Linked DNA regions of Rattus norvegicus: region 1 is linked to region 2. Evidence: chromatin contacts called from public Hi-C data. All regions are on one chromosome and are shown on one strand. The core of a region is the stretch at or near the end of the contact, and the rest is flanking DNA. Distances in the headings are between cores, read along the strand shown.

The links. Hi-C and Micro-C count contacts between places; a contact is called where the count stands out from the background.
Region 1: a Hi-C map of frontal cortex shows a contact between it and region 2, with 2.4 times the contacts expected there. The contact joins the promoter of Psmd1 here to the enhancer-like site in region 2. A contact is called at or near these places in 2 of 12 Hi-C or Micro-C datasets (frontal cortex and liver) and 1 of 1 datasets of contacts at active chromatin or transcription factors (oligodendrocytes).

Annotation. Positions count from the first base shown.
Region 1 is chr9:94,154,173-94,160,992 of GRCr8, reverse strand. Psmd1 (proteasome 26S subunit, non-ATPase 1) reads right to left here and starts at 3,022. Exons shown (of 25, transcript NM_031978.2): 1 at 2,866-3,022. The coding sequence starts at 2,881. LOC120094731 (a long non-coding RNA gene) reads left to right here and starts at 5,773. Exons shown (of 3, transcript XR_005489268.2): 1 at 5,773-5,886. It overlaps LOC134480602 (a long non-coding RNA gene), which reads right to left and starts at 5,712. Exons shown (of 2, transcript XR_010055046.1): 1 at 5,624-5,712; 2 at 4,513-4,660.
Region 2 is chr9:94,024,922-94,031,973 of GRCr8, reverse strand. LOC134478855 (a long non-coding RNA gene) reads left to right here. Exons shown (of 2, transcript XR_005489261.2): 2 at 1-916. Among named protein-coding and RNA genes, the nearest start is that of Gpr55, 32 kb to the left of the region's middle. Within about 2 kb of position 4,478, at least 51 of the 93 cell types and tissues checked have an H3K27ac peak or open chromatin away from gene starts, as enhancers often do.

The sequences.
Region 1 (6,820 bases), core at 1,773-4,272, 130 kb before region 2:
AGAAGTGGGCATCTGATCGGCAGGAACTAGAGTTCCAGATAACTATGAGCCACCATGTGGGTGCTGGGAATCAAACCCAGGTCCTCTGCAAGAGCAACAAGTCCTCTTAACCATTGAGCCATTTCTGCTGCTCCTGACCTAAGTGCTTTTTAAAAACTTGTATGAAGCTGGAGAGATGCTCAGTGGTTAAGAGCACTGGTTGCTCTTACAGAGGCCCTGAGTTCAATTTCTAGCATCCACATAGTGGCTCACCACCACCTGTAACTTCAGTTCTGGGGGATCCAATGTCCTCTTTTGACCTTTACAGATACCAGGCACACAGGTGGTACATATACATACACAAAGGTAAGACACTCACACATATAAAATAAAAGCCTGAATAAAAACAATAGCTTATGTCATAATAGAAATTAAGTAGATGATGTCTTAAATTGTTGACTTGATTAATAGCGATATTTTCATATTATTTATCAATATACAAATATGTCCTGGAAATATTACTTAAAAGTTGAAAATGGTCAATTCAGGAGGTCAGAAGAGGATAGAGGGTAGACAACTATTTTTTAAAGCTATTTTTTAAAGAAGTCTGTGATACTTCCTCTATTCACTTTGTTCAATCTAATCTAATTCAAACTCATGCTTCCTTCTAGTAAATTAGTACTAACATCTTTGTCTCGTTCCCTCTTACAGTCAAATTCTTTAAAACAAAACAAAACAAATAGTATACACTGCCTCTTAGTCACCATTGCTTTTAGCGACCACATGTGCCCAGTGAGTAAATGAATGAATACTAGACTCATAAATCTGGCCTCTCTAGTGTTGGGGATAGAGCCTAAGCCCAGGTCTTAAACCAGCTCGAGCTAATGGGAAACAAAGTGTCAAAAAGGTTGGAGCAGAAGCTAATTGTGCTTAAATAAACATAAACAATAGCTATAAATGTATACTATGTTATCTTCCAAGTGTTTCAGGGTAAGACTTCAAAACCCTTAGTCCTGACACCACAAAGAAGGTAAAATGTCCATATATTCCTACCAAGTCCTCTTTGAGTCTGCTCTAAAAACTCAGGGGACTGATTTCTTCAATCAGGGTACACTTTTTGACATCTGCCACACATGGCAGCATCCTTAGAATTATGGAAACAGGTTTCCTGCCCAAAATTCTACTCTGGAGTTCAGTGTATCGGCCTCAGACAAGCTAACATGGTCATTACAGAACTGTGATGGTGAGATGGCTGCCAGTGCAGTCAGAGGGCTTCTATAGAGGGGCAAGGTTGAGATGAACACTGAAGATCTAGAGACCTTCTGAAGAAAAGGCCAGAGTGGGAACAGAATGCACAAGAGCTCTTAAGCAGGAGAGAGACTGTCACAAAAAGTCTAGTGCCACTATGGTGTAACAAGAATGAGAAACTATACAACAGTTTCCAAAGCAAATCTGGAACTAGGAGAATGAGCTTAGAAAAAAGTCTTGAGGCTGGTCTAATAGCCCAGGCAAGAGACAAAGGTGGCATGGACCACATTCCAAATGAGGTAGCTATTTCTGGGTCCACTCTAACAGTACTCTATTAAGCACTGACACAACTATGATCAGCAATGCCAACAAGACCAAGAGTAATGGCGGGACCTAAGCCTAGACTTACGAGTGTCAAAAAAATCTAGTATTTACCCCCAGAGCTTATTGGGAAACAAAGGAAATATTTCCTTTGATGGGAACTAAAGTTCATTATAATCATCTGTATTTATCAGGACAAAAGTCTGACTTCAAGTACAAACACTTCTTCATGTGTCTGAAAACAGCCATCACAGGGTGTAGTGGTGCAGAGTATAAATAAGTCCCAGTATTTGGGAAGCAGAGGCAGGAGATCTCTGTGAGTTTGAGGTCAGCCTGGTCTACATAGTGAGTTCGGGGACAGCGCTACAAAGTGATTGCCTGTCTGAAACAGACAAAACGATAAAAGAGAAGAGAAGAGGGGGGAAGAGAATAAAGGTCTAACATCTCTACCCATTTCCTTAACCAATCCTCATAAAGATGGTCTTAAGGTCCCCACCATACAGATTACTGTCTACTGAGAACCTGTTTGTTCACAATCAAATACTTGTAGCGCAAGTACAGAATAAGGACAACCAAGCAGCCAAGGCTGAAAAAGCACCAAGACCGGGAACAGCTATATGCAAATCAAGTGTATAGTGGTGGGCTTGAAAGTTTCCATTTAGCAGTTCATCCCAACACCTTCCCATTTCAATAGCCACTACAAGTACCTAAAACTATACAAGTGGGTGAACCCGGCTTTGCAGTCCCGAGAATCTCAAACACACACGGTAAGTTGGCTTTCCACTCAATACTTCCTTCACTGAACGAGGTTCTTAAGTGAATAAGGTGGCCCCAGAAACCCAGCCACCTCAAACCTACTTTCGGACTTCTAGGAGAAGGTATCTCAAGCCCGAGCCAGAAGCACAGAAGTGTAGCAGTTAGGCTGCCCGGCCAGGAGCTGCTATAAGATGTTACGATGGCACCGGGGCGCATCCCAAGCTGATACACCTACGGGGAAGGATCGGGGGTCATTCGACCAAGAAGCGGACAGAGAGAATAAAGGTCCAGCGACCGCCTAGGAGCCCGGTCCGGTCCTGGCACGGGGGTGTGGCTGGCCAGGGACGCTCAGGTGGCTACCTGGTCCTATTCCTACGAACCCAAGGGGCCTGCAGTAGCCTGGTCAGTCTCCCAGCCCTTGATCCCCGAGGTGGGCCTCGGGCAGAGGGGCCGCGCAGGCCGGCGCTCGACCCGGAGGTGCCCAGTCACCCGCCCTGACTCAGCTAAACGCCGGCGCGGAGGTGGCTCCTCACTGGGGCGCCTGCTCCCGGCCGCACTCACCGGCTGAAGTGATCATGGCTGCGCCCTGCACTCGCCGATCCGCTCGTCCACAGTTCTGGCCAAGCCCTGGATCTGTCAGCTCAGGGCCCGCTTGCTCTACCGCACCTCCAGGTTCCCGGGTGCGCTGCTCAGTCAGTCCCCTCACAGGCCGCCGGCTCGCTTCTAGCCGAGGACCTCGCCCGCCCTAGGGCTGCCCTCATCTCCGCCTGAGGCTTGACGCAAATTCACCTCCACGCCTGTGTCTTTTAGGCAGCTCCGGCCTCTCGATACCATGCAATAGGGTAAAATAATGCCGTTGTTTTTTATAATTCTCGCGAGGTCATAGATCTGGTCGGCTAGGAACGAACATTCATTTGCACTTGCCATCAGGCTTCAAAATAGACACCCTTGCAAAGAGAGGTCCTCTCATCATCCGCCATTGCTAAGAGAAAGGGTGCTAGGGAAGGTCTAAGCAGTGCTCGCAGCGCCACCTAATGGTATGGCGGTCTCACTGCAGTAATGCCCGTCAACCCAAGACTATTGGGAATATAGGTACGTGTTTTCTTAGAAAAGCAACTGAGGCAGAAGGATCTTGAATTCGAGGCCAGCCTAGGTTATAAAAGATATGCTATTTAAGTGGGGGAAAGGTAGTGGTGGAATACTGCTGGAGAGACGACTTGGTCACTTAAGTGGGTTGAGTCTGGATTCTCAGTGGCCGGTGTAAACCCAGGGCTGGAGGAGGTGAAAACGGGTCGATTATCTGGGGCTTGCTGTTGGTCCAGCCAGTTAGTGAGCTCCAGGTCTAGTAAGAGACTCTGGTTCAAAAAATAAAGTGGCTGAGTGTAATGGTTCACGCCTTTAATCACAGCACCCAGGAAGCAGAGGCAAAGGCAGAGGCAGGCAGATCTCTGTGGATTTAAGGCCACCCTGGCCTACAAGTAGATTCCAGGACAGCCAGAGCCACAAAGTGAGACCTTTGAGGGGGTGGGTCCTAGGGAGGGGTGGAAGAGCAACTGAGGAAGACACCCAATGTTAACCTCCAGCCTACTTGCACATATGTGTGTATGTGTGTGTGTGTATAATGTGTGTGTGTTTATATATGTGTGCAAGTTTGACACAAACTTGCCTCCATGACTGTGTCTTTTGTACAGCTACAACCTCCAGAGGACCTCTCCTTACCCCAAATATGAACACACACGCAAAAATAGACTTTACGGGTGTCAAACATGGAGGTGCACCCCTTTGGAGGCAACGGGAGGCAGATCTGTGAGTTCCAGGCCAGCCTTGTCTCCATAGGGAATTCTGATGAGATAGGAGTCATAGATGGAGAGCCTGTCTTAAAAGAGCAGTTGCCGGGGTTGGGGATTTAGCTCAGTGGTAGAGCGCTTGCCTAGCAAGTGCAAGGCCCTGGGTTCAGTCGCCAGCTCCGAAAAAAAGAAAAAAAAGAAAAAAAAAAAAAAAAAGGGGCAGTTGCCTTTCATGGTTAAGCTTCCAGAGGACCCAAATACAGTCTCCAGCACCCACACTGAGCAGTTCACAACTGCCTATAACTCCAGCTCCTGGGGGATTCGATGCTCCCTCTGCCTCCACAGGTACCTATACCCAAGTGCACATATACACACACAAATAAATACATCTTTTTAAAAAAGAAAGCCTGCCTCCAAAATACAAAAACTTCACAGTACTTTATTATGATAATGAATGAATTAGTCTATTATAGATACAGTGAGAATAGGGGGAGGATCTTCTATAATAGCCCAGGTTGTCTTCAGACTTTCTTTGTAGCTGAGGAGGACCTTGAACTTCTGATCGAGGTCTGATGGGAGAATGCAGAGATTATAGCACCACAATATCTGTGGCATGCAGTGTGGGAGACTGAACCAGGGCCTTACGCATGCTAGGTAAGCACTTCACCTACTGACCTACATCCATAACCCCCATAAGACTTTTAAAACATTACTTCTGGAACAGCTAATACCGTACATTTTACAGGTTTCAAAAGGCATAAGTATGGCTGGGTGTGGTCACTCATTCTGAAGGCAGTGGCTGGGGAATCTCTGTAAATTCAAGGTCAGCCTGATCTATAGTGAATTCCAGGACAGCCAGTGCTTCATAGAGAGACCCTGTTTCAAAAAACAAAACAACGGTCTGGGGAAGTGGCTTATTAGTTGAAAGCATTGGCTGTTCTTCTGGAGGTCCTCAGCTTGATGCCCCCAACTACATGGTAACTTATGACCATCTATAAGGGGATCTGATGCCCTCTTCTGGTATGCAGGTGTACGTGCAGACAGACATTCATACATTGAAAAAATACATAAATTTAAAAACACGGAAATATTAAAAACAGAACAAAAATCGGAAGTAAGTGATACTATAAGGGGAAAATATACGTCAAAAGAGGAAACAATGTCGTGTATTTTTTCTCCTTCCTAGCAAATGCTTCCTTCTCTTAACAAAAAGTTCCTAATACATCTTCAGAATTTTGAAATGACAGTTGGGACTTTTACTTACTCTCTTTTTTAACTAAAAACTATGCATATGGATGGTGTGTATGTGTGTATGTGTGTGTGTGTGTGTGTGTGTGTGTGTGTCCATGTGTCCATGTCCCTGCTGCCACATGCATGCCTACTGCCCTTGGAAACCAAAGGTGAGCATTAGGTCCCTTGGAACTGGCATTACTGATGCTGTTAAGCCCCTGTGTGGTACTGGGAATTAAACCTTAGTCCTCTGAAGAGCAGTCAGTGCTCTTAACCACCCAGCCATCTCGTCAGTCACTTACTGTCATACAGCAGTTTCAACAGCAAATTTACTTCACTAGCCAATGCTGAGGAAACTGACACAGAGTAGTGGTAAACAGTGATTTGTGTACGGTAGGAAGTTGCCGGGGACAGAACCCGGGGTCATTGTTCTTACTCACTCACGGTCTAGTCTCATCCCTGGCCAGCAGGACCGTTGACCCACTAGTTCCTCTCCACCAAACTACTGTTCGGAGAGCAGTGCCCAAAGCCTACTTCTACAGCCTTCTCAAAACAATCCAATATGGTAAGTGAGACACATCAGTGTTTTGCCGTTGCCACCAAATTAAATGTGACTGGTGCCATACTTGACTGTATGTGTGAACTCTTAGTAATTTAGATTTCAAAGCCATACTTGCAGAAAACAAACTCCTTTGAAGGAGTTGAGCTCATGACTCAAATGGAAAGGCACTGACCAAAGAGGTTTGCGTAACAGATTGGCAGATCGAGTGCTGGGGGTTCAGTTCTACAGAGATAATGCCACATAAGGACCCCAGAGAAGTCCGAACGATTGGCACAGAGTAATACAGGAGTGAAGCGAAGAACCAGCCTGCTTCTGTCTTAGGCCTAAAAGCCATCGTATAGTAAAGATAAACTAGGCTTATCTGTTTATGATTAAATCTGTTTCTCAAGAATATGCCCTGCTTGGAACCTTAATAGCAAATGGTTCTGTGCCACATCTTCCTCCTGAATGGCCCTCCACAGGCAATCACGTCTTTGTTACAAAAAGTTGTTTATAACCATCTTGCCACCCTACCTTTGTTTCAAAAGGTTATATGAACACCTATGACTACCTCATTATGCCTGGCTGTTGCTATGACTACCTTGTTATGATTGGCTGTTGCTATGACTACCTTGTTATGCCCACCTTCACAACCATGTCTTTGTCTGAGGAGGTCATCAGGACTAACTTGTTCTGCTTATGTTCTGTTCCGGTGACCCCTCCTATTTTGTCCACCAAATCCCCTACCCCTGTCTCACTCACATCCAATGCTGACCTCTGAAACCCTGCTTTAGGGGTAGGTAGCCCGTGTATATGAATGAAAAATCTTGTTTTAACTAAATTGCTTGCTTCAGTTAATTTGGTAATGATTTGGGTCGGTGGTCTTTCTCCCCCCATCCTCAGGATTAACAAAAGCTCCATGTACATAAAAAGAAAAATCCTAGCTCAAAGGTTGGTG
Region 2 (7,052 bases), core at 3,229-5,728:
TCTTACATATTCCTGATATATAACTAATTCCCAGAATTCCTGGAATCGCTACAGTGGCGAGCTGGATATGCATACTAATGAGATGGCTGATGGGGGTCGGGTCCAGGTGGCTTCCGGGTGGGGCTGCTCATAGGAAAGCCTGAGCAGAACTGAAGAGCTGGGTCTCTCAGATCTATCCTCAAACTCCTGGCAAGTAAGGGCTGAGGGTCGAGTTAATCAGTGATTAATGCTTTAATCAGCCATGCTTTTGCAAGGAAGCCTCTACAGCACACCCTCCCCTCCACCTCAGAGGGCAGAGCTTGGGCCTTTCATAGAGTATGCAGGTTCCCTGAGGACAAAGTACCCAGAAAGGGCGTGGTAGCCCTGCACCTCTTCCTTCCAACTATATTTTGAGAATTTCTTCATCTGTCCTTTGGACCTTTTGTACTATATCTGTAAACTCATATTTTCCTGAGCCCTTCTCTAGCTACCTTCTCTAGAAAATTATTTGAACCTAAGGAGTGAGTTGGAGGAACCCCAATTTAGAACTCTAGGGTCAGAAGCTTAGGTAAGACAACCAGGGCTGGTGACAGAAGGAGGTGGAGAGTTTGGGGGACCCAGCCCTCAACCTATGGTATCTGACAGTAGTGTCAGAACAGCAGTGAATCAAAGAGTATGCCACTGAGGGCACACGCACCGCGTGCGCGTGTGCGCGCACACACACACACACACACACACACACAGAGAGAGAGAGAGAGAGAGAGAGAGAGAGAGAGAGAGAGAGATCTATGTTGACTGCTGAATGAATGTAGGATGCGTACCAAGTCTCTATGCCCTCTTCCAATGTCTCTACTACAAGACCCTCTTAGGTCTCCCCAAAGGCCCTGCACTACCTGAGGTAGTTTCTCTGCACCCAATAAAGGCCAACACAACACAACCCAGACCTGGTTGGGATGCTTTTCTCATCTGGCTCACCTTATTTAACCCTTCCATGCTGCAGAACCATAAGTACCAGAGCTTACTTACTGAATCAGGGTCTCCTGAAATGGTCAGTGGAAATGAATAACTCAGGCTGGATTAGAAGGACTTCAGCAAGACTAAGGCTGGGACAAGTTTATTTCAAGCAATCAGACATTTTACATGCTCCCTGTAATAGGATGTAATGGTGGTCCGCACGCCTGACAGGGTATACAAGATCAGTATCTAAAGTTAAGTGTTCAGCCAAGTTCTGCATGCTTCCCGTACCTCTAAGGAACACCGAGACACAAAAGTAGCCTTGATGCTTCACTGCTTAAGAGGGTACCTGGGGTTCTCAGGAACTGAAAGACACACAGAGTACCCCAGGAGCCATAAACTCAATCCTTAAAAACACCATGATGGGGGTTGGGGATTTAGCTCAGTGGTAGAGCGTTTGCCTAGCAAGCGCAAGGCCCTGAGTTCGGTCCCCAGCTCCAAGAAAAAAAAAAAAAAAAACCACCATGATGTATGCCTCTCAAGGCAGCCAGAGCAGCAGCCCAACTCCATGATTCAGTGCACAGAACAGGCTTGCCTCCCAGGTTAGAAATGGATGCTGCTCATCACCTCTCAAGGCTCCTCGATGCTGTGCTGCCAAGCAACAGCCCCAGGTCTCACTTCCAACCAGAAGGCATGGGAGGCTCAGCTCCCAGATCCTGGCAATAGAACCTACAGATGACAACAGGGAATGGGTCTTGTCCCAAGCCTCTCATTTCTCTGTGCGGGCAGCCTTCACAGTAGGTGTGACCCACATGCATCTGTTACCAGGATGGTCACATTTTTCTTAAGATTAAAATAACACCTCTAAAACCCTCTAATAACATTAGAGAGGGCTCTCTGACTGATAGTGCCATTGCTATATGGGGACCCAAGGGGGCCTGTATCTCTTTCCTTGAGCTAGGTGGGGGAGGTCACTGAAAGCCACTTCTGACTCAAACAGTGCCTCAGAATAACAGAGACAGATGTCAAGTTGCTAGTGACGAGTTGAGAATATATTATATTTAATTTACATAAAATACTATATATTTGACAAATATAATATACGTATGACAAGTATATAAAAAATATATATATATACACACACACACATACATATATATACTTTTTCTTTTTGACAAAATTCTGGGCCAACGATCTCGTGCTTCAAACACAAAGCAGAAGGTACCTTAGGACCCAGACCCAAGGATGCCCTCTGCTGTTCACACATGCATTGTGTATGTGTACACACCTGCACACACATGTGCTCCCGTATACACAGACAAACACCCCTTCCACCCAACAGGGTTCTATGAGCCAGGTTTGGTGGCACATACATGTAATCCAGCATTTGCGAGGCAGAGACAGGAGGGTCAGAAGGTCAAGGCTGTCCTTGTCTACAGAGTGAGTTGAGAACAGCTCCGTCTACTTGAAACTCAGTCACAAAAAGGCAACAAAATGTTTCTATAACTGTGAAAATGAAGCAGGTATGGTGGTCCTCACCTGTAATCTCAGCTCTCTGGAGGCATGGTAGGAGGATTGCTGCAAGTTGCAAGCCAGCTGATACTCTGTCTCAAAACAAAACAGCACCAAGTGACACTGGAAGACAGTCCTAACTCCAACTCTGTGTATCAGTTACTGTCCCAGGAATTAAAATGTTTCCTTAAAGGCCAATGCATTAACTTCTCCACAAGACATTTAAGCAATTGCTTGGGCTTCCCTAGTAGTTTGTGTATTCTAGTTAGATCTACTCATTTGGGAAGAGTATTGTGTGTGCTCATCTTTTTTTTAAAAAAATGTATTTTCATTTTTTGTGTATGAGTGTTTTGCCTGCATGGAAGACTGTGTACCAGCACAAGTGTGGAGTACCAGGAGAGGCATCAACAGATGGTTGTTATCCACTGTGTGGGAGCTGGGGCGCCTACCTGGATCTTCTGCAAGAGTAGCAAGTGCTCTTAGCTGCTGAGCCATCTCCCCAGGCCAGCGTCGATCTCCCTAATGATCAAGTGAGAGCAGCCTCATGATTTAGCGCTGGACATGTCTGGTTTGTGTCCTGGTACCTAGAAAAGCTCAGGTCTGAGTAGGTGAGGCAAATCCATATTCTTCTAATAAGAGATAGACGTGATTATAGAGTATGAGTGGAGTATGGTTAGAAATTTACCACTGTGAGCAGATACCTGACAGAAACCCGAGGCAGGAAGGCTTTCCTTTGGCTCAGTTTTACTGGGTTTTGTGGGGCAGCACAAAAGCCATCAAAGCAACGGCAGCCCTCTCCTTCCACCCAAACCTATGGCTACAGCAGTAAAAAACGTCCCTAGGGAGTTGTCTAAAATGGCAGCACCACCCAGGACATCTCCTCAGCTTACATCCTTGATGAAACCACTGCAAGAGCTGTCCCGCAGGAGCTGTCCACAGTCCAGCACCTCCTCTGTAGCCTCCCTTGAGCAGCCCCACAGAGGTGGTGCCTCACCAAAAGCCAGCTGCAGCCGGGAAGGACTTCCACTTTAACCCAAAGGGCTGATGCAGGGAAAAGGGGGTGAAAAAAGCCACCAATTCCCGAACAGAAAAACCTACCAATCCCCGAGCCTCCCACAAAAACTTACCAATCCCTGAGCACAAAACTCCACCAATTGCTGAACAGGAAACCCCACCAATCCCTGAGCTTCCCAAACTCAGGACTTGAAATCCCACCAATCCTCAGTCTGGAAATCTCTGCCCTGAAAAGTTCCGCCCCTTAATAAGAAATCCTATGTAAGGCCTGCCCTTTATCCATTTTCCGGCTGTCCGCTCTCAGGAGCAGAGACGGTGACTGTCCCTGAGCTCATCTCCTCCACACCCTGGACCCTTCAATAAATCTCTTTCATGAGCTTTTCTACCTGCTGTGACTCTCTCGGCAGAAGAGGACAAGAAGAAAAGAAGCACCGAAGAGAAAAGCAGAAGCAAAGAAGGAACTAGACTGAGGCTCCTGGGCTCGGCTGGGGATACTCTCCCCTGGGAATGGCCACACCTCTGCTGAAGAGGCTTCTCAGAGCGGTGTGATTCCTGGGCTTCTGAGTACCAGGATGCCTTTCCAACAGAGTAGAAACACAGGTTCATTTCATGGTTGCTTGAGTCTGTGCGGAACATAATGGTAGTAGGACGGGTCCGGAGGAAGCTGTTTCCCTCTTCGCAGACAGGAAGTAAAAACGGAGCTAGAGACTAGAACCTTGGTGTTTGCCTTCAGTGACCTATTTCCTCTGACTAGGGCCCACCTCCTAAAGTTTCCAGAACCTCCCCAAATAGCTTTACCAGATGGGGGGCCAAGTGGTCCCTAGATCCTGCAGGGAATTTTATATTCAAGCCATAATAGTGTGACATCTTCCAGAGACAGTGTCTAGGATAATGTCCTTCCTCCCTGTCTGTACAGGACATAAAGGTCCAAGGCTAGGGACCGTCACCCCACACTGTGCTAGCAGATGCTTTCTGCCAAGAAAGAGGCTGAGGGAGGCCTAAGGCTGTTGGAAACACCCCAAGGCAGAGGCAGCAGTATTGGTTACCTAGCAACTGCTTTGCAACTGCAAGCTGCTCCAGGTCCCCAGAAGGAGCCCCTATTTACTTGATTTAGCTCCAACTGGATCCTCTTGCAGGCAACAAAGAATCCTACTGTTAATTAAAGACGAAATGACATTTCTACAGTGAGAATGGCTATGGAAAAAGAGGAAAGAGCTGGGGCCATGGGGCAAGGGTAAGACCGAAAGAGTTTTCTCCTACCAGAGAAACAAAGCAGGGGAGAGGCCAGACCTCTTCCACCAACCTCAGAATGACAGGCCTTCGTGACAATTTCAGCTCAATGCCTTAGAAACCCTGCGTGCGATAGGACTCTTCCTGGCTGATAACTCTGAGGTGATGCTGGCTGCAAAGTCAGTTACCGACTGCCTCGGGGACAAGTACAGATCTGTCCCCTTCCTGTGGTGGGGACTTACTGAACTACCAAGGGATTTGAAGGTTCTGTACACAGACATCGAAAGCAGGCCAGAGGACCATACCTGCGTGGGAAGGAACAGGATGCTGCTGTGTGCATGGAGGGGGGGGGGGTCTGGCGGGTTGCACTGAAGGAAGGTTTCATCCATGCCTGTGTACTGCAAGGGGTTCCTGGCTCAGATGTGGGCACCTGGCCACTGTCATTTAAAGGTCTAAGAGGTGAAGGAGCTGCTCCTCACACAGTTCCCAGGAGATTCTCCCATGTCATCATCCCTGGGTCTCTGTGGGGAGACCTTCTCCAAGGTACTCTTCCACAGAGTACTGGGGTAGTTGAGTTTTGATGACAGGAAACCCTCACCCACATTCTTGGATAAAAGCAGGTTTTTGACAGAGACTAATGGTGGTGAGAGTTGTATGGCCTAAGAAGTTTGCTGGAAATGATTGTATTAAACAAGAAAGAAAGGAAATTTTTTTTTTCCTGTGAGGATATAGTCATCCCTCAGAACAATGGAGGCTCCACTCTCTTACAGGAATTAACATTTTATATGTATAGGACCTATTTTCATGTCCCACATACTCCAAGGCTATTATTATTAATGCATTATATGCATGAAGTGAATGTGTTGAGGACTCATGGTACCACATACATACATGTAGAGGTTAGAGGACAACTTTGTAGAGTCAGTTTTCTCCTTCTACCTTTAGACTGGGCCCTGCGGACCAAACTCAAGTCCCCAGGTTTGTGTGCCAAGCACCATTACCTGCCAAGCACACCCCCATATACTTTAAATCACCTTTATGTCACTTAAGATAATGGGATACAATATAAATGTTAAATAAACAGTTTGTGCCTGATTGGAAACAATGACAAGAAAAATTACAAACACATTTTCCCCAGATATTTTCAGTCCTATTGATTGGCTCCTCAGATACGGAAACTATAAATACAAAAGGTCAACTATATATGGGAAGAGAGAAAACAGGACACCAGGGGCTGTCTGGGCCGGGTCTCGTGGATCTGGAAAGTGGCCCAGGATTTGGAGGGGCTAGAAGTCTCCAGAAAAGCTCACAGTGCTCTAGATCCTTCCAGCCCTTCAGACACTGTCTTCTGCTTTGCTTTTCTGGTCAGCTGCCATTGTCTCTGCTGGATTATGCACTGTCAATTGTTAGGTCGATCAACTGCCACACATCCTATGGAGCTGCCTGGAGCAACTCCTTCAGCAGGGGCCTGACAGGTATTCTGAGGTCTTGTGTGTGTGTTTCTCACTCTACTCTAAGCTGTTGCCCATAAAGTCATATTGGCACATGATCACAACTGTCCACGCTGTCTGTGGCTGCTTTAGAGGCAACAACAATAAGTTTAGGGAGTTTCAACATACTGCAAGCTTCAGAACATCTCAAACGATTATATTCTGGCTCTTTGAAAGAATCTTTGGACTCAGAAGCTTTTAAAGGCAGAGATCTGGAGGTCCAAAACTTCACAGAACACTTGACATTAGGTAGGAACTCAATAATCCATGTCGCACGGCTATGGAGGTAGGCCTGGGTGGAATCTATACAGTCTGTGCCTTCACTTTGGAAGGGGGATCCTCCAGGGTAGCACCTACCTCAAAACTCTGCCCATTGAACAGCATGGCCAACCTATGGGTTGCATTTCTGGTTTGTGAGATTTAAGCAGTTTAGGGAGGAGGGATTTATTGTAGTTCATGGTCATAAAGAATATGGTCCATTGCGGTGGGGTAATTATATTGGATAGTGTTGGAATCAGCTCCTGTCTGTGGCCAGGGCACAGTGGGGAGTGTGAAGCATTCAGCTTCTTTAGATTTCCATGGATCAAGAAGTGGAAAGCTGGGGGCTGGGGATTTAGCTCAGTGGTAGAGCGCTTACCTAGGAAGCGCAAGGCCCTGGGTTCGGTCCCCAGCTCCGAAAATAAGAACCAAAAAAAAAAAAAAAAAAAAAAAAAAAAAAGAAGTGGAAAGCTAAGCTGGGTGTGGTGACACATGCATTTAATCCCTGTACTTGGGAAGCAGAAGCAGGCAGCTCTCTGTGGGTTCAAGGTCAAGTCTGGTCTACATAGTAATTTCCAGGCCTGCTGCACCCACATATTGAGAGCCTGTCTCAAA